Regions from separate parts of the Sus scrofa genome. Here region 1 is linked to region 2. Evidence: chromatin contacts called from public HiChIP or PLAC-seq data. All regions are on one chromosome and are shown on one strand. Each heading gives the region's core, a stretch centred on a gene start, on an enhancer-like site or on the middle of the called end of the contact. The rest is flanking DNA. Distances are from core to core; before and after follow the strand shown.

Evidence for each region. HiChIP or PLAC-seq counts read pairs in DNA pulled down with a chosen protein or histone mark.
Region 1: an H3K27ac HiChIP or PLAC-seq map of alveolar macrophages shows a contact between it and region 2. The contact joins two enhancer-like sites. A contact is called at or near these places in 1 of 5 promoter capture datasets (liver), 19 of 47 Hi-C or Micro-C datasets (adipocytes, adipose tissue, alveolar macrophages and 10 more) and 1 of 2 datasets of contacts at active chromatin or transcription factors (alveolar macrophages).

The regions. Positions count from the first base shown.
Region 1 is chr1:103,809,396-103,814,294 of Sscrofa11.1, reverse strand. It overlaps POLI (DNA polymerase iota), which reads right to left. Exons shown (of 10, transcript XM_021093321.1): 6 at 4,112-4,203. Among named protein-coding and RNA genes, the nearest start is that of POLI, 18 kb to the right of the region's middle. Within about 2 kb of position 2,949, at least 5 of the 83 cell types and tissues checked have an H3K27ac peak or open chromatin away from gene starts, as enhancers often do. A contact at or near this core is called in alveolar macrophages, where this site is marked.
Region 2 is chr1:103,628,864-103,633,560 of Sscrofa11.1, reverse strand. No RefSeq gene overlaps it. Among named protein-coding and RNA genes, the nearest start is that of MBD2, 140 kb to the left of the region's middle. Within about 2 kb of position 2,155, at least 4 of the 83 cell types and tissues checked have an H3K27ac peak or open chromatin away from gene starts, as enhancers often do. A contact at or near this core is called in alveolar macrophages, where this site is marked.

The DNA.
Region 1 (4,899 bases), core at 1,700-4,199, 180 kb before region 2:
TATGGAGGCACAAGTTCAGTCACTGGCCAAGCACAGTGAGTTAAAGGATCTGGCTTTGCTGCAGGTGTGGCATAGGTCGCAGCTGTGGCTCAGATTCAATCAATCCCTGGCCCAGGAACTTCCATATGCCATGGTGCAGCCATAAAAACAATAACAACAACAACAAAAAAAATCAGCAAGAAATTTAAGAAACTGAGAAATCATTCGCTGACAGAAGCAAATATATAAAAAATGACAGATTTTTTACGCATTAAAAAAATAAGATTACAAAAAGAAAAAAAATTTAATGAGATTATTTTTGTCAAAAAACACTCCTCAAATAGATCCAAGGGAATCACTAATACCACCATTATATGGCATATTAGAACAATAAAGTGAAAGATCAATTATATGCTATAATTAGAAAATACATGTCTGTGCATCTTAAAAAGTCTTGGTTTTGGTGTTGAAAACAAAAGTTTCAAATGATATTTTCTACTTTAAAGTAGAAAACTGAATTGTTGGAGAAAATAAATGTCAGCAAAATAATACCTTCTTTTCTATATATATGACAATACATTAAAAAAAATCACAAACAACACAAATATTGTTAAACCTACTAAGGCTGATTTAAAATCAGAAAATTTAGATTGCTGTAGTAAATAATTTTTCATTATTGCTTTACCACAAAAATTCTTTACTGCTGCTTTACTTAAGGTAGTAAAATACCTTTTTTTTTTTTGCCTTTTCTAAGGCTGCTCCCACGGCATATGGAGGTTCCCAGGCTAGGGGTCGAATCACAGCTGTAGCCACCGGCGTACGCCAGAGCCACAGCAACTCGGGATCCGAGCCAAGTCTGTGACCCACACCACAGCTCATGGCAACGCCGGATCATTAACCCACTGAGCAAGGGCAGGGACCAAACCCGCAACCTCATGGTTCCTAGTCAGATTTGTTAACCACTGCACCAGGACGGGAACTCCTAAAATATCTTAAATGGTTCCTGTAAACATGTTACTAATTTAAATATCTTCCAGTTAAACTCGTTCTATTCAGTTAATATGCAATTCAATGAGTATGAATTGGTTCCTATAACTAAAACATACTAGAAAAAGGTTAGACTCCAAGCAATCTTAAAACCAGTGCCTAGAGAATGATTCAAAAGTGTATAATGGAGAAAGGACAGCTTGTTCAATAAGTGGTGCTGGGAAAACTGGACAGCCACATGGAAAAGAATGAAATTAGAACACTCCCTAACACCATACACAAAAATAAACTCCAAATGGATTAAAGACCTAGATATAAGACCAGACACTATCAAACTCCTAGAGGAAAACATAGGCCAAACACTCTCTGACATAAATGACAGCAACATCTTCTCAGATCCACCTATCAGAGTATTGACAACAAAAAGAAAAATAAACAAATGGGATCTAATCAAACTTCAAAGTTTCTGCACAGCAAAGGAAACCCTAAACAACACAAAAAGACAACCCACAGGATGGGAGAAAATCTTTGCAAGTGAATCAACTGACAAGGGATTAATCTCCAAAATTTATAAACACCTTCTGCAGCTCCATACCAAAAAAACAAACAACCCCATCAAAAAATGGGCAGAAGATCTAAACAGACGATTCTCCAAAGAAGACATACGGATGGCCGAGAAACACATGAAAAGATGTTCAATGTCACTCATTATTAGAGAGATGCAAATCAAAACCACTATGAGGTACCACCTTACACCAGCCAGAATGGCCATCATCCAAAAGTCTACAAACAATAAGAGCTGGAGAGGGTGTGGAGAAAAGGGAACCCTGTTAAAAACTGTTGGTGGGATTGTAAATTGGTGCAACCACTGTGGAAAGCAGTATGGAGATTCCTCAGAAAACTAAACACAGAACTACCATTTGATCCAGCAATCCCACTCCTGGGCATCTATCCAGAGAAAACCACGACTCGCAAAGGCACATGTACTCCAATGTTCATTGCAGCACTATTTACAATAGCCAAGACATGGAAACAACCTAAACATCCATCACAGAGGAGTGGATCAAGAAGATGTAGTACATATACACAATGGAATATTACTCAGCCATTAAAAAGAACGAAATACCAGCATTTTTTTACAACATGGATGGACCTAGAAACTATCATGCTAAGTGAAGTCAGCGATACAATGAGACACCAACATCAAATGCTTTCACTGACATGTGGAATCTGAAAAAAGGACAGACTGAGCTTCTTTGCAGAACAGATGCTGACTCACAGACATTGAAAAACTTATGGTCTCCGGAGGAGACAGTTTGGGGGGGTGGGGGGATGTGCCTGGGCTGTGGGATGGAAATCCTGTGAAATCAGATTGTTATAATCATTATACAACTACAGATGTGATAAATTCATTTGAGTAATAAAAAAAATGAAAAAAAAAGTCAAGGAAATATTATAACATTATTTCATGCTGTGGTACTCCTTTTAATAAAAAAAACGAAAAAAAAAGTCAAGGAAATATTATAACATTATTTCATGCTGTGGTACTCCTTTTTGAAAATAAAAATTGTCCAAACATACATGGATTTCAAATTAAAAAAAAAGCGTATAGTTTAATCTCCTATAAACCTATAGTATTAATCATCATATGCTCTAGAACATATACGCAAGTTTTTTTTTTTTTTTGCCAGTCACTTAGATGGTATTACATACCTAAGTCACTGAAGTAAGGGGCCACTATAGATGAGGGAATAGCACGCAGAGATCAGGAGAAATGGTTAATAGTATTTCACAGGTTTAGTGCATCTAGCCACATTTCTAATTGACTCTTCAAATCAGAGAACCTATAAAACCTATACTTCTTGTGGTTTCTCTATGTGCAGAAATGTTTCCAATGACCAGGCATTTCATAGTAGTCTTACATTAGCAGAAGCAAAGCAGATGACCCAGTTTCACCAGCACACTCACAGGCTCAGCCTGAGTCATATCACTGAAGCTAGGTAACAGAGCCGGCCAGTTGCGTGCAGCAAACAATGAGCTGCACAGCCCTGCTTAAGACATGAGAACTGAAGTGCATGTCACAGCAAAGTTGTAGGAAATTTCACTTTATCAGTTTTCTGTGAGTTAGAATCATCCAAAAACCATTTTCTCTAGTCACAGTAGCCATCCTAGCATCATTACAAAAGCATGCCTACCCAAAACTGTTAGACCCCTGACATCCTACTTTGAGAAATCAAAGAAATGGGAGGAAGAGAGATCATACCCTTCTAAGGAGTATTGAGAAATAGGTATCTGACATCAAAAGAGCATCAGAAAACTATCTTGTTCAGTTTATGTAATGCTATTTGTATACTCATAATCCCAACTTACACTCTTCCTATATTCATAGACCAGTAACACTATGCATACCCACAATCGCTCTCATTGCTCACACACAGTCCCATTTAGCTATTACTTCATCTGACTCCATTTTCTTTCACAGTCTAAGGCACGGGAGATAAAAGTTTGTCTGCTTTCTCCACCAATTTCCTATCCTCAATCACCACAAATTTAGGGGTGTAGATTCTAGAGATACCCATAAAACTCCCATAGGTAATGATAAGCAACTTAAGATCCACAGTAAAACCACAATGTTATTAAGATTAAGACTAATGGGGAGTTCCATCATGGCTCAGCAGAAACTAAACTGACTAGTATCCATGAGGATGCAGGTTCAATGATTGGCCTTGCTCAGTAGGTTAAGGATCCGGTGTTGCCATGAGCTGTGGTGCAGATGGCAGATGTGGCTCGGATCTGGCATTGCTGTGACTGTTGTATAGGCCAGCGGCTACAGCTCCAATTCAACTGCTAGCCTGAGAACCTCCATATGCTGCAAGTGCAGGCCTAAAAAGGCAAAAAAAAAAAAAAAAAAAAAAAAAAAAAAAAAAAAAAAAGGCTAATGGAAATAGATGAATTAAATTTAATTAAGAGCATCTGTTACTATCTTTTTAAGACTTTAAATGTAGAAAAACTTAATGACAAATTATCTTTCTTTACTTTGTTAGTCTCCAGTTAATCTGTAAATTCCAAGATAGAATATTGAGTACTTTATCCCATGTATTATATACAGAATCTATAAGATAATATGACAAAATGGAAAAAGCACCTGTTTAAAAGATTAGCAAGCAGTTCTTCAATCTTATTTTTAGCTTCCACCTCTGATGAACATTTTTTAAATGAATCTTCCTCACTAAAGGACTACCAAAGAAGCACAAATAAGGATTATTATAAACACAAATATCAGTGTATATATCAAAAAAAAAAATATTCAACACATTCTTTACTAACTTACCTTTTGTGCTTAGTTTGAGTCATTTAGTTCACTTTTATATTAACCTTTTTATCTACAAGTTATTGTACTCCACTAGAAAGTGCACTGGCAGTCAAGAAAATTACAAAGCTCTAGTACCAGCTCTAAGCTTTATGTGATTACAGTGAGGCTCTTAATCTCCTAGGACTTGAGTCCGAGTTTACCTTGGGCACGTTATTTAACCTTTCTAAAATACAGTATCTTCATCTTAAAAAAATAATGAGAGGAAGAGGGAATATGGAGAGGAAAAGGGTAAGAATAAACAATAGTACTACCTGTATGGAAGGTTCGCTGTGAAGATTAAATATGATTTTAAATATATACATATACATATCACTTAGGAAAAACTTAATCACTGTTATCTAGGTAATTATACCTTTCTCCATTTCCTAAATCATTAGATTACTCCAGAGTCTTAAATCTAGATTACTCAAGATTTTTAAAAATTACAATATTTCCCCTCCTATAAGTAGTATTCAAAGAGATAAATACTAATTCTCAGATTCAATTTAGGAACAGTGGAGCTCCCGTCGTGGCACAGTGGAAATGAGCTTGACTAGGAACCATGAGGTTGCAGGTTCGAT
Region 2 (4,697 bases), core at 906-3,405:
TCCTTTTTTTTCTGTTCTCTGCCTACTTGACTCCAATCTGCTTAGCATCGCCTATGGTAACTGAAACATAGCATCTGGCTATCACGGTCTAAATGATGTGGGAGTACTTTCCATGGGTGTATTGAGAGTAACCCAGGGAGACTCAGAGAAAGACAGAGGACAACCTTGAGCTTACATCATCTTGTATCTTTGCATGAAAAGCTATTCCTTGAGCTTATAGCAATAAATGGCAAGTCAAGTTGGAGTGCTTTCTTAACTCTCTACTATTCCTGAAATCTCCTTCAGTAATAGACATAGTACCATGCTTATGTCATTTTTTAAAAAATTTGCCTATCATATTGCTATATGTTTGGAAAATGTTTGACATTCACTGAACCTTACGGATTTCTTGATGGAGTTGAACTTTGATAGTTAAGAGAATTCTTCCCAGAGAGTGGTGGGGATAAGCATATGTGGGTCCAGCTCTCAGCAGCTCTAGTAAGTACAACACAGACACAGACCTTTTCTCTCCCAGTTACTCTAACAAAAATTTCTGGGCCCAGGGTTCAGGGCTTGGACAGCTGCTCATTTAATAACAAAGGTACTGAGTCTGCTATCACTTGCTTAAATGGTAGGAAGTAAGCCAATATCCACTTGTAAGTATAATTTTGATTGGAATTTTATTTCTATTTGTTTATTTTTGGCCATGGCTGCAGCATGGATGTGGAAATTCCAGGGCCTGATATTAAACCTGAGCCACAGCAGTAACAACACTGGATCTTTAACCCAATACTCCATCTGAAACTCCTAGGTTGGAATTTTAAAGAAAAACTTAGATCACTTTATAAACTGGTTTGCTTCACACTACACAGCATGCAGCCTGCCTATACCTGAGTAAAAGCAATGGCCCATTCACCCCTACATCATGACACAGCACCCATAATGCTCTGACACCCGCCTTGATGTGAGGCCGGTCTATGAAGTCACTCATAACTCATCAAGTCCACGTTAATCTCATTAAGCCCATCACCATTCTTTTTGGTTCAGATGTTGACCTGCTAAAAAGTCTTCCAAACTACCAAACTTCCAAACTATCTTGTCAGCTCTCAGACTTTCCATTTGGGAAAGCAGATGCAATTCAGGCTCATCCTCCTAGTGAGATTTTTTCATCCGTTCCAAGGCCCAGGGAGACCCCTGCTTCCAGAAGAACCTCCTCTGCAATTGAGGTGCTGTTGTTTCTTAGCTCAAACAATAACAACGTATTAAAAAATCAGCTGGATCTAATTTTTTTGGCAGCCTAGTGAATGGAAAGGGTAATTTATAGGAAAGAAACTAGGGGTGATTTCCTTTCTAAAATAATTTCATTTGGAGTATCCTTTTTTATCACAACCATGAACATACAAATTTGATTCATTGTTAAATTGGCTAGACTTTGCAAAAAAGCTGTACACTCTCACCAGGGGAAGGGTTCCATTAGAATTCAGAACAAAGTTTCTGCTGTTGCTATATAATAGAGACAGAATAGTCATAAGTGAAATCATAAGTGATTTGTTAATAATTAGTAGGGTACCTATGGCCCATTATTGCTTCCTGTGAAATGCTGAAAACACCCTTAAAAGAAAAACTCCATGCAGGAAGCATTATTAGCTACTTAAATAGAACATTGTAAAATATCACTGTCAGAAGCCTGACTACATATATTGGGGGGAAGAGAAAGAGAAACTAAGAAACTTAATTTTATCTTGAAGAAAAACCAATGTCAATCATGTTTTAACACCTGGACTAATACCTCCCTTTACAAGGGAGCGTGGTCCCTGATAATTCAAATACTAATTTTGGTGGTTTTGTTTACTATGGCAGAACCTGAAATGGAAGAGAAAACTCAGCTCTTTTATACATTGTTTACAGAATTAGACTATCCCTTCCTTACTTGAAAAATCTAGTCATGTAGAGCCTAGCTCTTGGAGAATGCTAGAACTGGAAATGTTCCATTTTTTTTTTTTAGAGGAGAACATTGGGATCCAGATAAGAGAACCCAGTTAATTGAAAAGTCTGATTTAACAAGGGACCAGAGATAAGATTGTTTTATTTTTCTCCAGTCATTGTCTTCAGTCATGCTTAGCTGACTCATTCCTTCCCATCCCTCTGTGACATCCTAGGTTTAGCACATAGCTTTCCAGTCACTTTCAGTTATTAACAACTCCAGTCCAGTCTAGGCTAATGTAAAACAACCTTAATACAGTTTAACTCTGTGTCTTCTCCTCTCCTCATAGCACAGGTAGGGCTTGGTCCCGAAGGGCTTGAAAAGGGGAGAGAGGGCCCAGTTGAATGTTACCACTTGCCCTCTTTCCTCTACCATGTCTCTACATGTTCAGGGGCTGGAATGGCAGGAGGGAACAGGAAAACTTTAACTTAACTGGGCAGCAGTACCACATCTGGCTCCCCAGGCTGGTGATCACCTCTACAGACTCTTATAGTAGGGTCTCTTTGCTGATGACCAACCCTCTTGGGTGAATTACGACAAGAGTGCTCAAGCTGGTTACCATCAGAGGTGTCCACCTTGCCCCTGGGACACTTGCCGTCTTTGTCCCACTAAACCTTGGGAATGCTGATCACCTTATAGTAGACTTGTCCTGATCCTACCCTCTGAAATGCAGGGCATACCAACTACAGTCTTGCCTAAGCAGATGTCCAACCAGAGAAACAATGCCAGAATCCCTTTCATGAAAGTTCTTCTAGCCCCTTCATGGCTCTAGGGCTCTTTTTTAAAACTGAAGTAGGAGTTCCCGTCATGGCTCAGTGGTTAACGAACCCGACTAGGAACCATGAAGTTTCGGGTTTCGGGTTGGATCCCTGGCCTTGATCAGTGGGTTAAGGATCTGGCATTACCATGAGCTGTGGTGTCGATTGCAGACGCGGCTCGGATCCCACATTACCATGGCTCTGGCATAGGCTGGCAGCTATAGCTCCAATTAGACTCCCAGCCTGAGACCTCCATATGCATGGGTGTGGCCCTAGAAAAGACAAAATAAATAAGTAAATAAAATAAAATTGAACTGTAGGTGATTTACAATGTGTTAATTTCTGCTGCATCGTAAAGTGATTCATTTACATATCTATATATCTATATATAAGATATACACATATTCTTTAAAAAAAATTTTTTTCTTTTATGGTTTTTCCTAGGATATTAAGTTCCCAGTGCTATATAGTAGGACCTTGTTGTTTATCCCCTCCATGCATAAGAGCTTACATTTGCTAACCCCAACCTCGCACTCCATCCCTCTCCCAACCCCCTTCCCCTTGGCAACCACAAGACTGTTCTTCTTGTGAGTGAGTCTGTTTCTGTTTCATAGATAAGTTCATTTGTGTCATATTTTATATTCCACACATAAGTAATGTCACATGTTATTTTTCTTTCTGATTTACTTCACTGAGTATGATAATCCCTAGTTGCATCCATGTTAGGGGGCTGAGTAGTAGTCCAGTGTTTATATGTACCACATCTTCTTTATCCATTCATCTGTGGATGGACATTTAGGTTGTTTCCATGTCTTGTTCATAGAGTTGCTGTGAACATGGGGGTGCATGAAACTTTTTTTTTTTTTTTGCTTTTTAGGGCTGCACCTGCAGCATTTGAAAGTTCTCAGGCTACGGGTCTAATCCGAGCTATAGCTGCCAGCCTATGCCACTGCCATGGCAACTTGGGATCTGAGCAGTGTCTATTAACTACACTGCAGCAATGCAGGAGCCCTGACCCACTGAGCGAGGCCAGGGATTGAACCTGCATCCTCATGGATATTAGTCTGATACATTTCTTCTGCACCATAATGGGAACTCCTTTTTGAATTTTAATTTTGTTTGGATATATCTGGCTCTAGCACTCTTTATAAGACAGTGTAATTCATGACTCTTGATTTTTTTCTTCCCACCTCCCTAGCCTGTTGTTAGGTAGACTTGAGGAGAGCAACAGAAACCTATACAATCACAGTTACTAGCAATCAGGAACAGAAGGATGGAAAGGAAATCAAAGTGTACTGTCGTCAAAGGTGAGTTACAATTTCTTAGCTGTGTGGGGATTGTCTTGATCAAAGCTTGTATTGAATCTTGTTGCTGCAACTGTTTCAGAGGCCAGATTTTCCTGTACTTCTCAGTGATTTATTACTGTTGGTAACAAATGCACTGCGTAATGAACAAAATGTAATGGACTGTGTTAGCAAATGGCATGCCTTGTGACTGTCCCACTTAAAGTTTTCTAAATTCAATGCACTGGTGTTCTGGTTACTTGAAAAGCTCTAATCTTGCTTAAAAAGATACATTGTAATATCGTCTTGAATTTGTACAGGTAAAGCTATATCAGCACCTTTCCTCAGGCTCTTTTTTTAATCATTTGCCAAGAATATAGAACTCAAAGTAGTCCCCAGCTTCCAGGCACACACACACACACACACACACACACACACAAAAAGAGAGAGAGAGAAAGAATTGGTATTTATGTTAGGCTTACCATTGTTTCCTTGATTTCTCATTAAAAGTTTTGTAAATAGGATGATGCATTTACAACCAATAGTAATGTTCAGTGATTTGTTCTATTGATCAAATGTTATTAAAGAATAGCTGGGAAATATCTTTTTTTTTTTTTTTTTTTGTCTTTTTGCCATTTCTTGGGCCTCTCCCACAGCATATGGAGTTTCCCAGGCTAGGGGTCAAATTGGAGC